2 separate regions of the Mus musculus genome follow, and region 2 is linked to region 1. A link is a contact called in public HiChIP or PLAC-seq data. All regions are on one chromosome and are shown on one strand. Each heading gives the region's core, a stretch centred on a gene start, on an enhancer-like site or on the middle of the called end of the contact. The rest is flanking DNA. Distances are from core to core; before and after follow the strand shown.

Evidence for each region. HiChIP or PLAC-seq counts read pairs in DNA pulled down with a chosen protein or histone mark.
Region 2: a Foxp3 HiChIP or PLAC-seq map of regulatory T cells shows a contact between it and region 1, with 4 times the contacts expected there. The contact joins two enhancer-like sites. A contact is called at or near these places in 9 of 115 datasets of contacts at active chromatin or transcription factors (embryonic basal ganglia, embryonic stem cells, epiblast stem cells and 3 more) and 1 of 9 other capture datasets (embryonic stem cells).

The regions. Positions count from the first base shown.
Region 1 is chr4:32,161,464-32,167,060 of GRCm38.p6, forward strand. Gm42266 (a long non-coding RNA gene) reads right to left here. Exons shown (of 3, transcript XR_881176.2): 2 at 3,957-4,028; 3 at 1-1,241. Among named protein-coding and RNA genes, the nearest start is that of Gm52717, 3.4 kb to the left of the region's middle. Within about 2 kb of position 3,663, at least 67 of the 459 cell types and tissues checked have an H3K27ac peak or open chromatin away from gene starts, as enhancers often do. A contact at or near this core is called in regulatory T cells, where this site is marked.
Region 2 is chr4:32,478,771-32,484,426 of GRCm38.p6, forward strand. All of the region lies in intron 1 of Bach2 (BTB and CNC homology, basic leucine zipper transcription factor 2), which reads left to right. Among named protein-coding and RNA genes, the nearest start is that of Bach2, 64 kb to the left of the region's middle. Within about 2 kb of position 4,346, at least 43 of the 459 cell types and tissues checked have an H3K27ac peak or open chromatin away from gene starts, as enhancers often do. A contact at or near this core is called in regulatory T cells, where this site is marked.

The sequences.
Region 1 (5,597 bases), core at 2,413-4,912:
GGTGTGTGCCACTATGCCTTCCTCTTTCTGCCCCCTTCTGAGTGGCGCTATCAAGATCTAAAGTGTCCCACTCCCATAAGGCCCAATTGTCAGACCATTTACTTGCCTGGAATCCATCTTTTATGTAGTCTATAAAGCTAGAACTATCATGGAACTAGCCCTCACGGGGTACACGGACTTCTGAATGAACCTATTCGTCAAGGCTGAGACAAAACCTCTCCGTCCCTTTCTTTACTCTGCCCCACTCAAGGCAACAATGTCGCTGCTAACCAGGAAGCTGGTCTTTTCTTAGTGTGGTTACAAAATCAGCCAGCGGCTCTGATACTCCATGGAGAAGAACAAACTGCGCCTTGCTCTGTATTGTCCCAGACATCGCAATGTTACCAGGATGCAGCGCTCTTCTCTTTGTAAGCAATCATCACAGAGAGCCTGGCATTCCTCATCTATCACTGCCTTCCGTGAAATTCAGGAGTAGAGAATAATCAGAGTTGTGGGGGTGGGGGTGCTCTTGTCCAACTCCATTTCACGACACATTGGTTAAAGTGGATTTTTAATATGCCATCCAGGTTAATGTCAGGGAGTGAGTCTGAGCCACTAATGAAGGTGTTCCCCTGGGACTCTCTACTGCTGAATTCCATCCAGACTTAGAAACACACAAACACACATTTTCCCACTCAGACATCTGGGGGAAGGGCGGGGGGGCAAGGCTGTCAATCATTCCCAGTCCAGCACTGGTTTGACAAAATGCACAAAGAGTAATTACAAAAGAAGAGACACCCCTCCCCCCAGGACCTTCCTATGTAATCTTCTTCTAAAAATTGAACACAGGTCATCATTTCACCTAATGTAAACCGGGGAAGTACAAAAAACTCTAACTGAGATGAGAGAGGACAGGCAGGGGTGGAGGCGGGTGGGAGGTGGGGCACAGCCCTGGTGAGGACAGCCACAGATCTTTTCCTTTCCAAAGCTTGATTGGCCTTACCACCCTGTATGCCAGCAATTAGCCTCGTGGCCACCTGACTGTCAAGCCGTGAGTTCCACTGCTTTGACACATTGTTCCAATCTCTGGGGAAAGGCGGGAGACCAGTTCTAATTTTAGCTCTGTGGACTCCTACCCAGGAGACAAACTCCACAATGAATTTATAGTGATGCGGTTTATGTCACGAGCATCTTACTGAAAATTACTTTTGTTCTGGGTTTAACTTTCAAACGATTCTCAAATTTCAAACGTTGTCTTCTTCCTGAAAAAAAAAAAAGAAACTAGAAGTAGAATGTTTTCAAATGATAATTTTCTTCAAAAGAGCTTTATTCCCCCGAAACACATTTTTTTCAAGTTGCATACTAATACTTCTGAGATGAAAATATGCACGCACCGCACAAACCCACGATTACCCCCTTGACAACCAGAACACGTGTTCTCCTGAAACAGCCACACTTATCAAACATCGGGCCTGTGTGATTAGAAAGAGCTGCATCAAATTCATCAGGAAGCCTTCCCTAGTTATAGAAAGAAGTAGTCAAGATAGCTATATAAAAGAAAGAGGAAGAGAAAGAAGAACGTGGCTCGGGGGAGGGATGGAGGAAAGAAGTCAGCACACAGCCAGAGGACAGTGCCGCAGCTGAGGAAGACCCTTGTTCAGGGCTGTGGAGGACTCCCAGGCAATATTCCAGCTAGGCTCAAGTACAGGGGTGTTCTCAGAAGAAGGGTAACAGTGAGAAAACAATAGTCTCGGGGTTCAGTCGAAGGTTACTTCATTCTTACCATCATCATCGTCACCACCATCATCACTATCATCTCATTACCACCACCATCATCACCACCACCATCACCATCATTATCATCATCACCACCACAACTTTGCCAGATCTCAGATGGATCCATTAAGATGCAGGAAGGCCAAGCTACTTGCCCAAAGTTATGCAGCCAATATATGGGGATCAGAACCCAGCAGGTACGCTATAAAACTCACAACGAGCCACATTCTAAACTTCAACCACTGGCATTATCCTAGCAGACCATTGCCCTTTATTCAGAATGAAAGGCTCTGCCAAAGAACTGTCAAACCTTCACTCTGGCTCATGGACCGAAACCATACCCTTTTGTCTCTTTAACTGCAGAGAGTTTTTATTTCTCCCTAGGGAATATGACCTGGTAAAGTTTCCTAAATTCAGACCCATTTATAACAGGGTGGACTTGGAAAAATGTTTTAGAAGAAAAATGGTAGATGACGGTGAAGAAATAGAATTGGTTCCCATGTGTGGTCCAAGAAGCAGCTTCGTTATAGTGAAAAAAAGAGTTTTGTTTGTATGGGCAGTTGAAGATTAGAACCTGGGAGGTCTGTGTTGGGGTAGGAGAGGGTAGGATGTAGGTAAAGGCAGAACTTGCAAAAGTACAGAACGGAATGATCCTACCCAATCTCTCCAGAGCCCACCGCTACTTCCCTGGGCTCTCCCATCGGACATCCAGAGCGTTCTCAGCTTGCCTGATGGACAGGAAGAATGGCATTGGTGATGCTACAACAGCGATCAAGCCTATATAAAACACTCCGACAAAAAAGGAGTTACGGATGTAGTTTATTGTGGTGGATGGTTCCTGAGGGGCGGGGGCAGGGAGCGGGCAGTTGGGGCAGGAAGCTGAGTGATCTCACCTGCCTCTGCAAACACGGAGCGAACCAACAAAACAGAAGTGGCTGAGGGTAGGGAGACAGCTTCCTCCAGCAAGGCTCCACCTCTTAAAGGTTCCAATAACTTCCCCCAAACAGTGCCACCAAGCGGGAACCAAGTGTTCGTATACCTGTGCCTATGGGGGAGGTGTCCTCATTCGAACTACCACAAATACCTGATGAGATACACACCAGGAAAAAATGAAACCACATCAGAGGCTAAACTCTGCCAGGTACAGAGCGTTGGAAATTCCCCACACCCTGAAGTTTGTATTCTTAATTCTGGGATCTATCAGTCGGCACAGTTAGGATGGAGGAGGGGACCTGACTCACACACTACACCCTGGGGACTAATGTAAGCCACAGTCCACATGTACGTAGTTCTGCCATGGAAAGTTGTCCTTCCTGTGACTATACAACTTGTGTGTTCTGAGGTTGATTGAGTCCCCTCTGGGTTTCGAGAAAGAGGTCTCTTGGCCATGTGTCGCCTGTGGGATTTTGTGCATTACGTTAGATCAAACTACTGGTCCTGTCCTGAGTTGTTTGTGTTAGCCTTTCCCTTGCTTTCTTGTTAAGGCTTGGCCTGGGTTCAGGCTCACCCGTTGGTCCGGATGCTGCCGCATCTCAGCTGATGACGATCTGTAACCTTTACATGGTGGGTTTGACCTCATCGACACAGAAGTAGGTTCGGAGCAAAGAAAAGTAAAGTGCTTGCACACTCCTTCCGTGTCACTAATCGTAGTCATGATAATCAGCGAGGCGTCTTGAATCCCTACCACAGGGCCCTTGGTACATATTAGCTCACTGAACTCTCATGACCACCTGCAGAGCTGCTTCCAGTCTTGTCCAAATTTCAGAGAAGAGGAAACCGGCCTGGGAACTCTTTCTCAGAGTTACAGGGTTAGTAACTGGCAGGACGGAATGCAAACACAGCTTGATGCCCACACTCTCAACCACAACACAAGTGACTTTCTTAGTCTTCCTCCCTGGGTGTTTTGACTATAAGAAGCCGGCTGAGAGGAAGCAGCTGTTTTCTCTCCTGCTCAGACTCTACCTAACTGCCCTTGACACCTTTGCATTTTTATCCATGCAGAACAGAGCTGTTTGTGTAAACTCCAGGTGAGTGAGTGCTTTCTCTTCTATAGCACCAAAGATTTGAGAAGGTTCGACTAATGCTGGCAAAATATTAGAGGCCGACCGGCCTGCCTGCCGTGTCCCAGATGGTATGTAAAGTTCCTTCCTGTGGCGGCAGACATGAGAGGATGCGGGACTCATCCCATTCTGCACTCTTACCTTACACACAGCCTCTCCATCTCGACCCTCTGGGGCCACCAGCTGGGACCAGCAACATCCACACAGGAGAACCTGGAACATGAGGGTTGTATACAGAACAATAAAACTGTAAGAAACAAAACAAAACAGAAGAAATATAGGGCATCTGTAGTTACCAAGGACTCTGAGAAAGCATAGGCAGCTTGTGTGACTCAGCTTCCTTTCCTCCTTTCCTTTCCTTTCCTTTCCTTTCCTTTCCTTTCCTTTCCTTTCCTTTCCTTTCCTTTCCTTTCCTTTCCTTCCCTTCCCTTCCCTTCCCTTCCCTTCCCTTTCCTTTTCAATTTTTACTCTGAAATTATAATCTGCAGGGTGCCTCTGCCCACTTCAAGAAGACTTAAGACTCCACAGAGGAAGGTGATCATGAACCAGAGGTTACCACGGCTCCACGGGCCTCCCAGCTTTCCCTCCCTTGGCTTAATCCTGGCAGTGACCTCATGTACCATCTAGTCTGATTTCCCTGTCCAGGGCAGAAAGGTCAGATGGCTTGTCTCCTGACCCCTGTTCTCAAGTCCTCTCTCTCCCTGCTCTCCTATTGTGGGAGCTGTCGGGGAGTGGGAGAGAGCACTGTTTCAGACACTGGCAGCTTTTGCCTGGGTTCTTCTGCTCTGTGTAAGGGAGACCAGGCTGAGCTTAGATGCCAGCCAAAACTTGGAAGAACGAGACCCTCAACCATTAAGTACTCAGGGCACAGCCCAGCGAGTAAATACAGTCACTCACATAGGAACCAGGAGGAACGAAACAACAGGTGCTTTGAAAGGCTTACAAAAATGTCTTTGTACCTGGGCCACGTGAAAGCCACTTCCAGGGTGACAGGAAGGACATTTAGTGTTTTCACTTAAGGTTTATAAAGTAAACTGTGCTGCAGAGCAGGCTTTCCATTCAAACCCTTTCTGGCTGTGTGCAGAAACCGCTCGGGTGCCTGCCATTTCTTCCTCTTCTTTACAAAGATGCTTAGTGAACAGCACGAGGGAAGTAAACACCGGGGAAGCGCTAAGAAGAAACCTGTTCAGGAGTCCAAGGGCTCACTCTGAGAGAAGGGCTCAAACGCCTGACCTTCGGAGGATCACAGAAGATCCCAGCACAAGGCTTAGTTCAGGAAGTGTGCACAGCATCTATAGAAGGAGAAGCAATGGCTCCAGGATCACAAGAAACAGTTTTTAATCTTTTCTCAATTGTATTTACGTGTGTGGATACACTCACAGAGGCACCTCCTGGAGCTAGAGTTACAGACGGTTGTAAGCCACCAGGAGTGCAAGAGCACTCCACCTTCTTAATGGCTGAACCATCTCTCCAGCCCCAGGGGTTACAAGAGATGTGGTCTAGTTAAGTGCCTGGGCATCTTAACAAGCTTGCTTCTGTCCCGTCAGTCTGTGGATGGATGGATGTGACTTTTTGCATTTCTAAGAAGCTTCTCCAGGGTGAGGACCATACTTTGATGAGCAACTGCATTCCGCGTGCATCCATCCTTAGCAGATTCGGAGTTAGTTAGGTGGGCTGGGCTAGCATCAAGGAAAACAAGATGTGGCTGAGGTTTGTTCCCCAGTGAAGGAGTAACTAGGGTTACCTCAGTCACTAAAAAGAGACTTCTGGAAATCCTAACTA
Region 2 (5,656 bases), core at 3,096-5,595, 320 kb after region 1:
CGGACCACAGGAAAAACGCACTTGCTAGATGGTCTTCATTGATCTTATTGATCTTGCAATAAAGATCAGCAGCAATCCTCAAATCATCTCCTCTCCACTCCAGGTACTCCACAGCCATGTTGATCCCAGGGTACCCACAATTCCAAGGCATCACCCCACTAAGCTTGCTCACACTAACCGCCTTCTGAACTCTCAGCTGAGGACCTGTGCCGCTGTCACCTTCTAAAAGCCAGTGCTGTTGAGTTTGAGGTGTAAGTCTGTGTTTATAAACAGGCGGGGTCAGAGTCATCTTTCATATGCAGAAATAAGGAAGGTATTGACAAAATAGAACAGCTAAACCATATTCTACAAGGATCCACCTTGTGTGCAAACAGCGGATAGAAAAGGCTCTTTGGTTCATGAGTAGTTGAGTCCTTCCCTTTATGTGACTTTGTATGACTTTAAAATAGGAAGAAATCTGGAGTATGCAAGCCAGAGACTGGAGACACTGGGGACAACTCACTGAGCAGGCAGTATATGAACAAAGACCTGAAGTTGATTAGAGACTAAGCAATCACTTTCATCCCGAGGCAGCCTCTCAGGAGACAACACGTTCTCTTCATCTCACATATGAGGAGACTCGGAGAATGTACACAAGCTGCTCAGACCACCCAGCCCTAGGAATTCCCAGTAGGTTTGGAGGGGAGGGGAGGAGGGCAGCCACTTCAGATCAACTGTTAATGGGGGTAAAATGCAGATTTCTAACCACAGTAGTTACACTAAATGCACATATGCAACTTGAGAACTATTATCATTCAAAGAGATAGGAAATTAACTACAGAGTCTGAGGTGGGCAGGAGGCACTGCCTCAATTAAGAACTACAGGTTACAAAAATATAAGCCACTGTCAATCTGGGAATGAAGGGTGGATTTTAAAAGTTGGGATGATAGAAAAACTAACTTTATTGATTACTTACTAGGTATTGAATGAGTCAACTCATGAACTAATGAGCAAATGTGCAATGCCTTAATCCTCAGAACCCTAGCTCTTTATTACACCAGTTTTAAAGAGTTGGGGGGAAGGAGGCAGAGAAGGCTAAAAGACATGTCTGAGGTTCAGCAATAAGTGAGAAACAGGACTGAAATCCAAGCAGTCTGGCTCCAGCCTGCGCCCATCACCATTGCGTTCCTCTACGGCATGTGCAAGCTGTACTTAGTGAGCGCTGCATTCCTGCTCAGGTCCATGTCCAGGCGCCGTGCATGCTTGTGTGTTAAGTCCTTCCCTCTGAATGGCATCTGAATGCAGATGAGACACCCTTACCCAGAGTTTCCATGGTTTTCTGAGATGACAGCCTGATCAGCATTCAGATTCAGGCAGGCAGGCCCCAGAGAAAGCACACACATCTCTACTCATGAAAGAAGAGTCAGATGTATATAAATGCAGTGGAGGGAAAGCAGGGGAAGTCTGTCCCAGAGAGGAATATGCAAGGCACGTGCGTGTAACAAATAGGAAGGGGTGAATGTCTTAGGAAACGTTATTAGATAACCATCTGCGAGAGTTCCCCAACTACCAGGCACTCCCTTTAACATCAGAGAGAAGTAGATCAGGAGTTACATGTCCATAAGAGAAGACTTTCTTGGTCTAATTGTGTAGATTTAGCCAATCCGTGATGAGTGTGGTTCCTGAGTGGTTCATTCAGAGTGCTCACTCTTAGATCCATTGCCTTCTGTGACCTTCATGGTCCCAGGGGGACGCTGTGGAAGGCAGGCTATAGTGATGTCATGGCCACAGCTGCCAAGAAGCATGGGAGCCCACACTTTGTGCCATCCTTGCAGCCTTAAGCAAATTGGCTTTTACCCACGTTAAAGCGAAAAATGCAAGCAAATGAAACAAATGCCTTTTGTTCTTCATATGATCTCCATCGACCTCCATATGAGAAGTCCTCCGTGTGTACAGAATTACAAACGTATGCACTGTGCAAATAATTGTTTCTCATGATGATAGTTTGGGACGGAAGATGTAGCTCAGTGATGGGGCAGTTGCCTAGCATCGGATCCCAGTACCACAAAGAAAAAATTAGTGTTTATTTGAGCACTTACTACAAAAGTAAGTAGCATCCTAAATACTCTATTGTTAGAGAGAACAAGTGTTACAGAAGCCAATTAATGTGCCAGCATCTGTCATCTAAGAATTAGACAAGCAGGAATCAAATGGTAACCGTCTGTGTAGGGAAGGAAGGAGAACCGGCAAGTGGGTGCTGTGTGGACTCAGGAAACTAAGCCGCCTCTTACTGCCAGCCCACCCAAACAGTTTTGAGTTACTCATTCCTGACCGTTCAGGAAAAAGAGTATTTTCTACCCCTGGAACAGAGCAAATTTTGACTTTTTGTAAAGGGTAAGAGAATAGGGCTAGGAAGATGGCTCACTGGCTAAGAGCAGTCACTGCTCTCGCAGAGGATCTTGGGTTTGATTCCCAGGACCCACCTCAGGTGCTCATAACTGGTTGTAACTGCAGTTCCAGGGGCATCAAACGTTACCCCCGTGAGCAAGGTGCACATAAATTCATGTAAGCAAACACACGTAAACATAAATATTTCTAAAGGGTCCTTTCTTTGATACAGTTTGCGTTACCCAGAAGACACTCTGTAAGGCAGAAACGTGTGAGTTCTGCGGCACGGCAGCTTTATTCCAATAGCATGCTCTGGGTGGTGAAGCATCTGTGTCACATTTGGTAATCCCTACTCGAAGATGCTGCCACGGAACGCTCCACGCCCACGGTTTCCCCACCCCCGCTTTGCTGACCTCTGCTTTTCCCGTGCTCTTTGGAGAGACTTTCGCCTCTGCTAATCTCCTCCCTCCTCGGTTGGCCTCCAGTACGGCGGCAGATGGTCCAAGTCCTTGTATTACTGAATGTGAGATTAACAAACTGCTGGCCCATCCTCACCTTGGGAGTTTAATCACTTTTAAGTAGAACAGAGAAAGGAAGTAAGGGAGGCAGACATCTGTAGAAATCCACAAGCCTTTCTCAGAATACCTGAGCTTTGATTCGCTGCTGCCTGGTTTGGTATGCTGTGCTTTTATTTCCTTAGTTACCAGGGGAGTCAGGTGCAGTCTGAGCCTCTTCCATCCTGCTTGCATTCCTGCAGAGAAGATGTTTCAGAACAACACGGATCCACAGGACCCAATGGGTTGGGGGTGGGGGGTGGGGGTGGGGACAAGTTCTCATTTGTTCAGAACCTCCTCGTGGGCCAAAGGGGTGGTTCAGCAGGAAATGAACTTGCCTTGCAAACCTGAGGACCCATTAAACTCGTGATCCCACAAAGGAAAGAGGGAACTGATTCTCGAAGGTTGTCCATTGGCTTCCACATGCTCACACGCATGCTCACATGAAGGTTGTCCATTGACTCCCACATGCTTACACGCATGCTCACACGCCATACACACTAATAGTATTTATCAGTTACATCAGAACAAAGATGTGAAGAACCTGTATTTCTGCAGCCTTTGCAACTGTGACTCTGCTTTGTTTCGCCCTGTAAGCTATGTGCCCTCTTGGGAGCCTGGGAGAGCATCAGCAGCAATCATAAGAGTGAAGAGTCACCTAGCCGCAGATGCTCTTTGTGTAAGGCAGACCTTTCCCCTGACTGTGTGTCTGGAGGTGGACCTGCACACAAAGCAGGGCTTAGCTTCAGTGATGCAGTCTCGGGCATCCTAATCATAGCCAGTCGGATCTCCCTTTGGGAAGTTTCACGTAGTAGCACATGTAGGCGATACTAACCTGTGCTAGCCACAGTGACATTGCTAATACTGCCTCTGAAATCCGCATGCAAACTTCAGTCTAGTATTGTCACTTGCCTGATGCCTAAACTTTTGTTAATTACCATAGCAAATCACTTGAAACAGACTCAATAAAAACAAAATTATTTTTAATTATAGCATATGAGTGTTCTGCTCTCGACGCTGTCCTGGTCCCTCCCCTTTATTTTCTCTCCTCTTCTCCAATATCTGGCTCCCCGACACATCTAAAGCCCTCTTAGAACTGAGTTTAGTTTCTCTCTTCTATCTTAGGGCTGACAATCATGATGAAGCTAAAATTAGGCAGAATTAGAATTACAGTGCCCCTTTTCCACATTTGACTCTCTGTTGTCTTTTCTTAATCTTTGATTCTGTTGTGAGTTTTTTTTGACTCGGTTCTTTTTTTGAGACAGAATAATTTCTGCCAGATTCTGGGAACTCCCCTCCCACCCGATGGGGTCGGTCTGGGGAGGAGAAGTGAGCCCCAGTTGAGCCCAGCGCTCAGTACAGGTCTGCAGCGCCTTCTATTAAAATGTAAAGTGATCCGTTGAGTCAGCCTCCCTCTGGTTTGACTCAGACGCTTTATGGTGCACTTTGCATGTCATTTCTCTGTAATGATTTCCCCATGGAGAAGGGTGTCTGATAGAATCCAGGCAAGACTGAAGATTGCTCTGAGTCAAATGGATCTTTTATTCTTTTAGTATTAACCCTTATCTCTCAGTTTCCCATCCTCGAATTTTCCCTGAAGGAACCTTAATGAAGTAAACAGGCCTCAGCACCCTCATTTAGCTTCCTAACCACTGTTCTCAGATTCTTCTCACGTTAACAGTGGGAAGCTCCGGGGGAATAGTCTGTGGTAGAAGGGGACATTGAGAGAGAATATTCACACAGATGCCCTGATAAAGAAAAATGTAGAAAAGAGATGACATTTCTCTGTCCTCTAAGAGGCAGCTGCTAATGGGAAGCAGAAAATGAGCTATGAGAAATGAATATAAATGGAGATGGAAGAAGTGACACCAGAGACAAACCGAATGTGACAATTTGGAAAAGAAAGGTGACCAATAGCAGAAAATGGCCTGACCCAGAAGAATAGACAGTGTCACCTGTGCCCTCAGATTGGTGGGGTGGGGGGGAGGGAGGCAGCTTTGCCACAAAAGAACAACAGAGGAGGAGGGAGGGAAAGAGAGATGGAGAGAGAGAGAGAGAGAGAGAGAGAGAGAGAGAGAGAGAGAGAAGGCACGCCATCAGAACAGAAGAACAAGGTAGACAGCCGCTTGCCCTGTTGTGTCCCTTCCCAGTTCCACAGTCCTCTCCCTCCATTGTCCTCTGTTGCCCCAGCCATCACTGACTGCGACCACTCATGTTGGACTGCCTGGCATAAAGACTCTTTCACATGACAATTTCTTTCTCTCTCTTTCTTCCTTTCTTTGTTTCTTTCTTTCTTTTTTTGTTTTTGTTTTTGTTTTTTCGAGACAAGGTTTCTCTGTGTAGCCCTGGCTGTCCTGGAACTCACTCTGTAGACCAGGCTGGCCTTGAACTCAGAAATCCGCCTGCCTCTGCCTCCCGAGTGCTGGGATTAAAAGCGTGCGCCACCATTCCCGGCCACAGGCCAATTTCAATGCTGCATTCATTTGAGAGTGGTAGTTTACGCCCCATCTTACTGTTCAGTTCAAGCTGTGGCCTTCTCCCTGCCTCCTAAGCAGCATCACTTCACCTGGGGTAACTACAGAAGGAAGAGAGAAGCAGCACCTCTTAGGTGAAGCACTGAGTCCAGCCTGCCTCCCAGAGCGGATTGAGGTGGGAAGACGTGTTCCTCCGTCCTACTGAGCTTTGTGCTTTGCTAGATGTGAAATTGGCTTCTGAGTCACCTTTTCTTTGGACT